Linked DNA regions of Hordeum vulgare: region 2 is linked to region 1. The links are chromatin contacts, called in public Hi-C maps. All regions are on one chromosome and are shown on one strand. The core of a region is the stretch at or near the end of the contact, and the rest is flanking DNA. Distances in the headings are between cores, read along the strand shown. Region 1 holds the start of LOC123444558 (ultraviolet-B receptor UVR8). Region 2 holds the start of LOC123441941.

What was found. Hi-C and Micro-C count contacts between places; a contact is called where the count stands out from the background.
Region 2: a contact with region 1 is called in a Hi-C map of seedling, with 5 times the contacts expected there. The contact joins the promoter of LOC123441941 here to the promoter of LOC123444558 in region 1. A contact is called at or near these places in 2 of 6 Hi-C or Micro-C datasets (leaf and seedling) and 1 of 1 datasets of contacts at active chromatin or transcription factors (embryo).

What each region holds. Positions count from the first base shown.
Region 1 is chr3H:508,819,609-508,825,404 of MorexV3_pseudomolecules_assembly, forward strand. LOC123444558 (ultraviolet-B receptor UVR8) reads right to left here and starts at 2,738. Exons shown (of 8, transcript XM_045121326.1): 1 at 2,503-2,738; 2 at 1,442-1,597; 3 at 1,114-1,272; 4 at 346-507; 5 at 132-263; 6 at 1-52. The coding sequence starts at 2,731.
Region 2 is chr3H:509,138,756-509,144,551 of MorexV3_pseudomolecules_assembly, forward strand. It overlaps LOC123441941, which reads left to right and starts at 2,418. Exons shown (of 5, transcript XM_045118105.1): 1 at 2,418-2,853; 2 at 2,947-3,016; 3 at 3,154-3,636; 4 at 3,677-3,979; 5 at 4,558-4,901. The coding sequence starts at 2,697. The coding sequence ends at 4,744.

The sequences.
Region 1 (5,796 bases), core at 1,488-3,987:
GTAGGGTCACACTTCTGATGGCGGTAAGCACCAATGGTGTACAATTCACCTCCTGAGATATATAAAAAATGTCGACCTTCTGAGAAAGCTTCTGGAAAACATAGTTCAATTAATATGAAACAATTAAGTACCAGATAAAACTAGTGCATGGTGCCATCCTAATGCCACTTGAGAAATACTCAAAGAGGGAAAGGCTGCCCGAGGTTGGTCATCATCATGTTCACCAACTAATGCTCTTCCCCAGATGTACAACTGTCCAGATTCTGTCGCATTCAATGAAAGGGAAATTATTAGGCCAAGTATCAAATATAAGAGAGTTGGTAACTGCAGATTTCCAATGCTTACCATCCAATGCAGCACTATGATCTCCATTGGCATATAAATTCACTATTTTACAGTTTGGAAAACCATCAATTAATCTAGGAATACTATAAATCTTCTGATTTTTGGAAGCAGATTTACCAACTTGTCCCCGTCTTCCTGAGCCAAATCCATAAACGGAATTATCTGGAAGAAATAAGATTAATGCGTCATTTACAAACAATGCACATGGGCCAAATTTGATTAATGTGTCATTTATCTAGAAGAAAGAATTCTGTTATAAAGGAGAAATGGTATGGTCAATAAATTTCCAGCTGTCTGGTGAAAAGATCCTACGACCATGATGATCCAACTTTTTCCCCTCCTTAGTAGCTTCATCATCAAGAAATAGCTATCCACGTGCCAGAACCATGACTTGGTTTTGAGATCTTATGGGCTTCAGCTCTGGCCTACCCCAACATGTTTGGGACTGAAAGGCTTTGTTGTTGTTTAATAGCTTCATTTATAGATTTTTTGCTTTTCATAATTTTCAGCAAGTTGCTGCCCTGTTTTCCCCATAAAAACAGGATACCGAGATATTGATTGTACTCCCATGCGGATGTCAGAACCTTAGGGAAGGCATAAATGAGTCGCCATAGATCTTAGGTGTTGCCAGGGACTAGAAATATTACTGATCAAGTTGTTATGGAAAAGGTACTACCAGCGTAAATTTGTGTTGTTTCATGAACAAGCGTTTTCTTATAAATTAATGTGTACGTTAATAGTCTGTCACAAACTCGCAATTCTACCTACCTTTCAATAGGACAAGAGAATGACGCATCCCAAATGCAAGCTTCTCGACATGCTTTGTGGTAAAGGATGACACTTCAAATGGCAAGTTCCTTGACTGATTATCACCGGTGCCAAGCTGTCCAAATGAGCCATCTCCGCACATGAAGAGTTGTCCAGAATCTGAAAATAACAACTAGAAACATCACAGCAAAGATCATCAGTGATAATTCACTTTCCAAACAAAATAAGACAACAGCTCCAAAGCAAACAAAATAAGAAACAGTCTGTCATGAGACGTTAAGAGCAAAATGGAAGTAAAACATAAATGAGTGGTTCAGAATTTGGAGACCTGTAGCAAATCCAGAATGGTTCCATCCAGTAGACACACAGGTTACTGTGTAGTTTTCAAAGAACTTAACGAACTTTGGATGAGCGATGTTCTCTAGGTTTCCATGGCCAAGCTGACCATGGGTACCTCTGCCCCAAGTAAATACTTCACCATCACCTGAAATGTTGAGCAAAGATTTTCAGAAAACTAACCCATATTGGTCTAGTCCGACATCAATGAGGGGGAAATGTCCTCTCTTTTTTTTTTTGAGGGGGAGGGGAAAATGGCCTCTGATGCATAGACAAGTTTTTCTTAAGTCGCTGGTAAAAATGGCACAGCGAGGCAACAAGATACGGTTGCCTCCAACTCCAAGTCAACAGATCATCTTCAACAGACAAAGTATGTTGACAATTAAAATGTCCAGGGAGAGATAAGCGTGTCAAAATGCTTTAATCATTCCTACTCGCCAAGATGGAAAGCGGACTTACTCGCCAAGATGGAAAGCGGACTTGAACTGAAAAGCAACTTGATCACTGAGCCGAATAACAACTTGGTCACTGAACTGAATAGCAACTTGATCACTGAACAACACAATGTTGTATCACCGTATGAAACTGTGGATATAAGATCCTCGCTTGTATTGCCAAGTTGGACAAGGAGACAGTTCTAAAACTGTGCGGTAGAACTCTATTCCTACCGAACAGCGTGGCTATCATATAAGTCCACAATGAATATGCATATGCAAATCCAGCTCAAGGAACGAGATGACGGATGAGGATGTCCAGACAAGAGTCATGGGACACAGGGACCTAGAAGTAGGCAGGCAAGTAGCTGAATGTACAAGAAGGAAAACCTGCAATACAACTCAAACTCTCTGAAACTGTGATTCTATGGTTGCCAAAACCCATTGTCGTGCACAAACTCGTCACCAATCTAAGTTATCCAATCGAGTTCAGCTTCTACCCATGTGAGAGCCGTGTAATTACTAGACGGCGAGGACCACGAAGACCAGGCTCGTCTAACCAAATTCTGTGGAGAAAGATCCTACTAAGGTGGGGTATCTGAACGAAGACAGGACGTACTTGTGAGGGCGATGGCGTGGGCGCCGCCGCCGGCGATGAAGGAAACGCGGCCGCGGCAGCGAGGCGGGAGGAGGAGCGGCTGCGGGAGATGATGGTCCTGGAAGCCGCCGTTCCCCAGCTGCCCGTCCGTGCCCGCGCCCCAGGTCCAGGCCCAGGCTTCCTCCGGCTCCTCTTCAGCCGCCGCCGCCACCGCCGCCGCCGCCATGGCGCCCTCGGGAAGAGAGGTCATCTGTGTCGGCTCGATTTGCCCCGTGGTGTCAGTGTCACTCGAATTACTGAGACGACACCGTCCGATCAAGAAGCGAATGGTCACGATGTCCCATAACAGAGGGAGACACTTTTTTCTTTTCTTTTGATAATACAGAGGGGGGCACTTTAATCCTCTCTTATCTTCCAGAGCAATTGTAGTATATGCTTTGTTTTAGGGGTGAAATTAAGGATTGTGAAAAGAGCAAAAGATTAGATCCGTCGACTCAGATCATCGGGGGTGTTAGTAGAATATGTGTGCATAATTTACTGGAGTAGACTGGTTACAAAACCTATTAGGAAAATGTGATAATGAAACCAGAAGGAGAATATTGCTCCTGATGTGGCGTGCTTGGTGGTTGCGAGATGATTGCATTCATGCAGATGGAAAGTCGTTGATTGGACAATCAGTTTGTTTCCTAGTAAAATACGCTGAGGAAACATGCTTGGGAGGCGACGAGTGCGTGGAGCACTCGAAGGGTGGACGGTGGACTAACCATCAAGAGAATGATCCTGTGAACCAGAGGCGAATAGAAATAAGGGAGGGAAAGAAACCCCAAGGGCAGCGCTCTGGGGAAGATCAGATGATCAGGGGCCGTGGTGCGCTACATGCAGGTCAAAGCACTCCACTGATCTTGGGACAAAAGCAAGATGTGAGTAGCAAGTGGGAACCACCTGACAAAGACTGGTGGAAACTGAACACAAATACCTCTTTCCTAGCCAATACGGGTGACACTACGGCAGGAATAATTGTTAGAACGCATGAAGGTATGGTGGCGATGGCATGTGGACAGCGAATGCACGCATGCACGGATCCAGAATAAGCTGAGTTGGCTGCTGTATTGTACGGGCTCTCAGTCCTTAGCAAATACTACAGGGGTCCAGTGAATGTGGAATCGGATTGTGCATCTATTGTTTTGCTGCTGAACAGTAAGGGGACAAACCAGTCTTGTCACTTCCCACTAATCGCAGATGTCGAGCACATCAAAAAGGAGTTCAAGGAGGTAACTTTCAGATTTATTAACAGAACCAACAACAAGCTGCCACATGAGCTTGCTGCTCTGGCCAGGAGACACGGTGACTACTTCAAGTTAGGAGATGTTCCTCCCTTTTTAAGGAATATTCTCAGAGAGGATTGTAACTGCTTCCCTCTTAATTTGTAAAGTTGTGGCTGGTATGTTTTCTCAAAAAAAAAAAGAATATGTGTGCATAAAGACAAGTATATGTATGTATGTGAGTCCCTACTCATGTACTGTATTTTTTAAAACAAAAAAAACTCTTTGAGTAGTTGCACAATTGCACGAATTGTTTGCTATTGAAAACGATCTTCTTTAGGTTTTCTAGATCCATTGTGTCATTATCCCTCCTCTCCGTAGGTCGTTGCCCCTTCTCTTTCACCGGCTCTACCCATGGCGGGTGCGGGGAAGTATTGATTTATCAAACTGAACTATAATTTATTTTACTTTGGGTATTTTGGTAGGGTTATACAATGGTGTTCCGTTAATAATAATGGTGATAGCGTCGATGTATCGAAAAAAGTTTCCTTGAGGGCTAGTTCGTTTGCTAGCTTTTTTGAGCTTCTAGGCAACTTATTCTAAAAGCCCAATTAAAAATATATTTTTGAAAGTCAAGTCTTAATTAGGAGGATTCTAAAATAATAATTTTGGTTGGGCTTCTAGAATAAGCTGGGTAGGGGGCAACTTATTTCAGTTTATTTTAAAATCCAGCAAAAGAACTAGCCCTCAGCCTCATTGTCTCAATGATGATGTGGGTTGCGGCAATCAATGGCTCGTGAGTGTAGATGCCTACCGACCTCTCTAGTAAGGATGTGATCCCTCCCATCGGGGAAGGGCCAAGGTCTACCGCACCTCACTTCCTTCGCTTCGGCTCCCCCTCGTCGCCGACAAAGGGTGGGGTCGGGCAAAGCCCGATCGTCGTCGGAGGCGGCATGGCATCTTCGTAGCCACATGCGGGAGGGCTAGCGCGGGTCGGTCGACCTGGATCTGGTCATGACGTTCTCGCGGGGCGCCGCTGCACGGACCCAGATCGACACAGGTGATGGGGCGCGGGTGTGTTGGTGGCGTGACGGGCTATGCAACGGTGGTGCTCGATCGGTGTGGTGATGGCGTGAAAGCACATATGCTCCCTTGGTGATTTTGATAATTCATGACAACATACATTGTCTCTTGGACTAACACTTTTACCTAGATATTTCAGAACAGTCCATGGGGATGATGTGGCTAAAGGCTTATGTGGAGATGCCCCTTGATGCAAGAAAGGAATAGGATTGGCTCAAGCTTCAAGCTAGAAGACTCTTCATTTTATATTTGTGATAAATCACATTTGAGTCCATAGGAATGCCAATACTATTAAAAGGGGGTGAGGTATTAAAATGAACTGGTTGCTCAAGTGCTCAAAGTTGGCCACCAAAATACCCAGTCATTTTTCCCACATAACCATTCTGTCAAATTCCACATACTCAAATTCGGTGTCACCAACTTTCATATTTCGGACCCACCGAGTGACCTCACATAGAAACCCTAGCCATCCCACCAAATCGGTGCAACCGAATCCATATCGGTGCTACCAAGTTTGGGTGACCAACTTTCTGGTGCCTCGTGACACAAAATCGGAATCTCTGAGTTTGAGTATCGATGCCACTGAGTTTGGCCATCTAACCGTTAGCCACATTTTCGGTGCCACCAAGTTTCATATATCGGTCTCACCGAGATTAGAAATTTCATACTTTTAGTGCATGTCGGTACCACCGAGTTTCCCACTTCGGTGTCACCGAGTTTGCCACTTTGGGTGTAACGGTTGGATTTTGTGTGGTACCTATATATACCCCTTCACCCACCTCTCATTCATGAGAGAAGCACTCAGAACACACACCTTATTTTGATCCCTCAATTGGTATCAGAGCAAGGTCTCCAAAACCTTGGTTTAACTCCTATTGGAGGAAGATGAATGTGACTAGTTGACGGATTTTTAGTTGTAGAGTATTTTAGACAATGGAAAGATGAAATGCTTGATATATTTGATGAGTTC
Region 2 (5,796 bases), core at 1,168-3,667, 320 kb after region 1:
TAAAGTTACGGTCGTTTTCGATGGCTTCGTAAAATTTTAAAATTTTCAGTCTTTTAAAGTTACTCATACCGGTGAGGTGCGCATGTATGCGTTTATTGTATATCAATGGTTTTGCTTGTACTGTGTTTAAAGTAAACTCAACAACGCTGCCGTGCGATAAGTGGCCAGATAGTTTTCCTTTGGGTCTGATGGTCGAGCAGGCTGCTAGGTGGAAAAGTAGTGGACAAATGGCAGGCTTACGAGTAGCTACGACCCAGTTACAGGCTTCCAAAAGGACCAAAACAGTCGGTAGCAGAGGCAGAAGCTCCCAGGGGTGCAAGTGCAGTTCTTAATTGTTTTGAGGGAAGAGAGACGGTGCATTGTGCATTTGGCCAGTCTGAAGTCTGAAGAGGGATAATTCTGCTGCTCGGTAGATGCTGAATTACCAAGGTCATCCTCATCCTCATTCGTCAGGTCAATGCCGTAGTACTATCTTTGGAACTTACGGAGTTGGAAGGAAGGAGGAACGTACTGAATTTACTAAGAGTATCTTCAACAGACGTGCACACGCGCAACATGTAATTTTTTTTACAGCACGTGTAAGTTTTTTTTGGTCTGAATAGGTAGTTGTTTCATCCGACGTTGTAAATTTTAACGCGCCGATGTAACGCTTCAACAAGCGCGCTAGAAGTACAGCGTGCCGCTCATATTTCAACCATAGTTTATAGATAGAAACTACTCATCGTCAATAGTTCATAGATAAAAATATAATTAATACATAAAAATGATTAAAAAAAACTACTCCTCGTCGTCCTCCCCTGACTCGCCGGTGTCCTCCTCCGACTCATCCGTCGTGATGAAGGCGTCAGTCCACCGTTCATCGTCGGAGTCCTAGGTCGACGTTTCTTCGAGCTCAATGTTCAAGAGGCTGTCCTCACATACGACTGTCCTCGTGATAGGCGGCTCGCTCCGCCCTTCTCTCCGCCCTCCTTTACGAAAAGAATTCGCGTTCGTCGAGGACGTCATGTGGGAACATTTGGAGCCACACCGTCATGGCATGCTCGTCCATCTGAGCGATGCCGAGACGGCTCTCCCGCCTCCGGTTCTTGCGGCGGTCCTCTTAAGTGACTAGTCATGGGGGAGGCGCGAGCCGCTGCGCCCAGTCCGCGTCATCACCTCGGAGAAATTCATCTCCCTACGAGGCCGTCAGAGGCGCCATGGCGTCGCGTCGTACGCGCGGGTGTCATCGGCGGCGTTGTCGAACATGCCGAGGCCGAGGCGCATCTCGCCGGAGCAGATATCGGCGAAGAATATGCCGGAAGGGCGCGCGTGAATGCCGCGGTAGCCCGAGCTTCCCCGGCGGCGCGGCGCCATGGAGACACGGTGGCGGCAAGGCGAGAAGGAAGAGCGACGGAGAGGGCGCGTGGCGAGGCAGAGCGAGGAAAGGGCGTATGGTGAGGTAGAGCGGTGGAAAGTACGCTTGGAGTGACGCTCGCTTTATAGTGCACGCGCCAAAACTGCCCCCCTTTTCCCGCGCGTTCGGATTTTTTTGTGCGCCACTTTTTGCCGCGCCCGATGGAGCGCGCCGCGCGGATGCTCACGCATAAAAATCGTTGTTTTTCACGTGTGCACGTTTTATTTGACGCGTCTGTTGGAGATGCTTTAAGGATATGCTCCGAGGGATACATACAGTCGACAGGTCACTACAGTAGTGCTATTGTCAGAACTTACGAACTCGCAATGTCAGTCTTGGAAGGTGCTCATAAAGATGAGTGTACGCATGTATGTAGGGCATGTATAATTTTTTGCGTCTGTATTATGTTAAAAGAAACTTGTAATGAAAATTTATTTGGACTGTCGCCATGTCGATCTTTTTGTTTATGTTAAAAGAAAAGAAAAATTCATGATCGGTTAGTTTCAATCATGCAACATACTGTTTTTATTTTAGACTTCCAGGGATGTTCCTTTTATGAGAGTCCATGTTTCGTCACTGTAAGACATTTGTGATAATTTTTAAAAATCTCAAGATGTTATATCGACTTAAAAGGTGTTCACAAAAATAACATGTGCGAGAGTGTGTTTATAAGGATGAATATATGTTTGTATATGTGAACTACTTTGATCGTAAGGTGTTAGAAAAAAAACATAGCGCGTGCTTGGCGTGACAACTGACAAGCAATCCTCAAACCAAGCAACAACAACAACAAAAAAAAAAATGCAACGACAAGATGAGTTATTAAACTCCAACTTCACCAGTGAAAAAAATATTTTAAGTAAGGAATGTGGCACGGTCTTGAATGGCGATTATTCCTTCCCATAAGTACCTACGAGGTGGGCCATCACATCCATCACCAGACGAAGGTCTAGGGCCAGCCTCCCTCATCTTCTCCATATAAATACTAGTTTCCCCCATTGCAATCCTCGGCCGCGAGAGATTCCCGAACCTAAACTATCCATCTCAGGAGGGCGACTCGGTCAGTGAGGCGTCCAACGCGACGCTAACGTCTCGAGCCACGGGAGCGTCGCTTGATCCTCGAACTGATCGTCGCACGCCGGCGCGCGGCCGTCCTCCCTCTCAGTCTCACTGCCGGCCGGCTTGCACATAACAAGTGTTTTCCCAAAGATCCACCGCACGGCGTACGTCTTAAATAGATCGTCGTGGCTGTAGCTTTGGTGACATCGCGCTCCTCCTTGTTCCTTTTGCCTTGTCGTCGTCGATGGAGAAGGGCATGGACGACTCCTACAACAAGGCGGGTGGCGCCGGCGAGGTCAGGAGGATCAACGTGGTGTACTTCTTGAGCCGCGGCGGCAGGACGGACCACCCCCACCTCTTCCGCATCAACCACCTACACCGCTCCGGCGTTCGCCTCCGTGGTACGTGCCTACCCACTGCCTCCTCCTCTTCTTATCGATCCATTTTGCATGCGGCTGATCGCAATGGCGTACTTGCCGTCGATTACAATTCAGATGTGAAGCGGTGGCTCTCGGAGGTCCGCGGCAAGGACATGCAGGACAACTTCTCCTGGGCTTACAAAAGGTAAGCGATTAACTAATTTTTGGGGTGCAATCGTTTCTGACTTTTTATTTCGGCAATGTTTTATGCCCCGTTGATTTGATTAGTAGCTGTTTCCGTTAATTGATTCTCGCCATTAATAATGGCCTGTTGAAGTGCAGGAAGTACAAGGCTGGGTACGTATGGCAGGACCTAATGGACGATGACCTCATCACGCCCATCTCTGACAACGAGTACGTGCTCAAGGGCTGCGACGTGCGAGGAACTCCTCCTCCTCCTTGCGCAGACGAGAAGAAACTGGACGGGAGAGAAGAGAAGGGCCGGAAGGTTTTGCCCTGCGATCAGAAGCAGGTCGAGGAGGAGCTCCAGGTGGCGCCGGACTCCGACGAGAACTCCCCGAAGCCGCCGCCGCCGGTCGACCAGGACTCGCCGAGCAGCGAGGGCGAGGCGGCGCGTTTCAGGATCGTCCTGCCGCTGGACCTTCAGGAGCGAAAGCGGCGGCAGCAGGAGGCCACGAGAAGTGCGGCCATCGATCAGCAGGCGTTGGTGGTGCGGGCGGCGGCGCCGGGCGGCAAGAAGCAGCAGCCGGCCGCGGGGAGGGCGCCGAGGATGCGCGTGGCGCGGGTTCTCCACAGCATCCTGACGTGCGGCGCGGCCGACTCCGTGGACGCCGCTGCGCTGCAGCCCGTCGCGCTCCCTCGGCGGAGCGGCGCCGGCCGAGACGACGACGACGACGACGGGTGGCGGGACGCGACGCCCGTGTGCCCCGGCATGGACGGCTGCGGCATCCAGTGAGTGCAGTACTTTTGGATTCGATTCAATCAAACGACCTACAGTTTCTGTTACTGATTCTGGAGGACGTGGCAGCATGAACAGGAAGGCGAGGCTGCGGCGAGCCGGCGGGAAGGACAAGGCGAAGCGGGAGGGACGGAAGCGGGACGGCGCCGTCGCGGCGGCGCACAAGCCGGCGAGCCTGCCGCTCTGCTCGTAAGCCCCACTCCTTCCTCCCTCCTCCGTTGGTCGTAGAGTATGACTCGCTCGGTGATAGGTTCTCTCGACTGACCGGGTCGTGTGCACATCGGCTTAGTTCGGTGCGGGTGCTCTATCATGGATTGGGCCTGGGTACGTCTTCCGAACGTATGCAGAATTGCAATATGCAGTGTCCAACTGCGACGGCCCTGGCCCTTTGGCAGTACGAATGGGTTGACTTGGTCTTTAAGGTTAGCCCGTCGGATTTGGTGTGGGCCATTTCGTCCTTCTTGGGCCAGCCTTGAGCTCGCCTAGCTAGGCGTAAAGAAACCCCATTCTGGTTGGGGTGGGCTGGCCACACACTAGCCCTAGAAAAAGTCTAGACTAAATTCAAAAGGTGTGGTCCAGGTGAAACGTTGAGCCGGAAGTTTGTACGGCCCACCAAAGTCATGACGTTCAGCTTCAGAATTTTATGTCAAAAAAAGGCTTCAATGCTTTTTTATTTTCAGTAAAAAAGAATTTTGTTTTGTTTTGCGAGTAAATTAATTCGAGGGATCGGGGTATTGATGTCGTGCAATGATCTTCACCCCTTGCAGGCAGTGCGGGAAGGAGTTCAAGCCGCAGGATATGCACTTGCACATGCAGTCATGCAGGGGCTTCAGGGCGCGGATGAGGAGCAGCAACGGCACCCGTGGCACGGATAGGAACCACACGAGAAGCGCCAGGGCCGATGATTCCTCCCCGGAGAGACCATCCACCGGGCTCCTCCTCACTCAGTCGTGATGTGATCAATGTTCCGAGATGTAAATGTGAATATTTAGGTGTGTGCGAATTACTTTGGAATTGTTTAGGTTGGTGTTCATACAATCGAAAAAGCTACATCTGTGTAGTGTTTCTTACGATTTTTTTAAAAGGAGGATATACCCCGGGCCTCTTTATTTGGGCGATTTATTAATTATTCATAGAGACTTATAAAGTAAAACATGAGTAAGTCTAGAGCCACCATCTTGACAATACTTGTCGCTATTCCTAATCCCTTGATGTGGGGGTGTTCAATGTCCGAGGCTAATACAAACAAACATCGTACCAAAACCAAATATCTAATGTCGGATGCCCCACCCTAACCACATACCGGGACTCGGACACACCGGTCCGACTCACTCATCGAGGCAGCCACCGCCGTCTTCCATCGATCTATCTCTAGAGCAGATATTGATGCACAAACTTTGTCAGCATGCCGTTGATGCTACCATGGTGCTAGACAGCGCCATCGCCCTGCGCTCGATCATCCAGCCTCATCCATCGACAATATCCACCTACACCATGCCCCCAATACTCGTCATCCTCGATGCGGTATATACAACGCCGCACCAACTGGCAACCTTCAAACCATCGCCACTGCTGGAGCTTCAAGGAGTCCATCACCCATAACAAGTCTTCCCGAACACGAGGTCCTCCCAAGACGGCGCCTCCATGGAGGATACGACACGTAGGACGCCGCCGTTGCCCAATCCAGATGAATTTTAGACTTTCGTCCGGGAGTGGTTCAGGGATGGATAGGACAGATCTCGGCTTTGCCTCCACGAAGGGTAACAACGGCGAGTGACGTCGCCGATGCCGGGTCGAACAAGCCGACCAATGTTTCCTCTGGTCCCATCCCATAACACCAAACCTTCGTGTGCTCCTGATCCGGCAACGAGTCGAACCGCAACCTGCAAAGATGAAAGAGCCATGGGGCTCAACCCACCAGGAAGGAGGATCGAGAAGAACCCATCATAGATCTCCAAACGCGGATGATGGCATTCAAAGACAGGATCCAAATGGATCTGATCTGG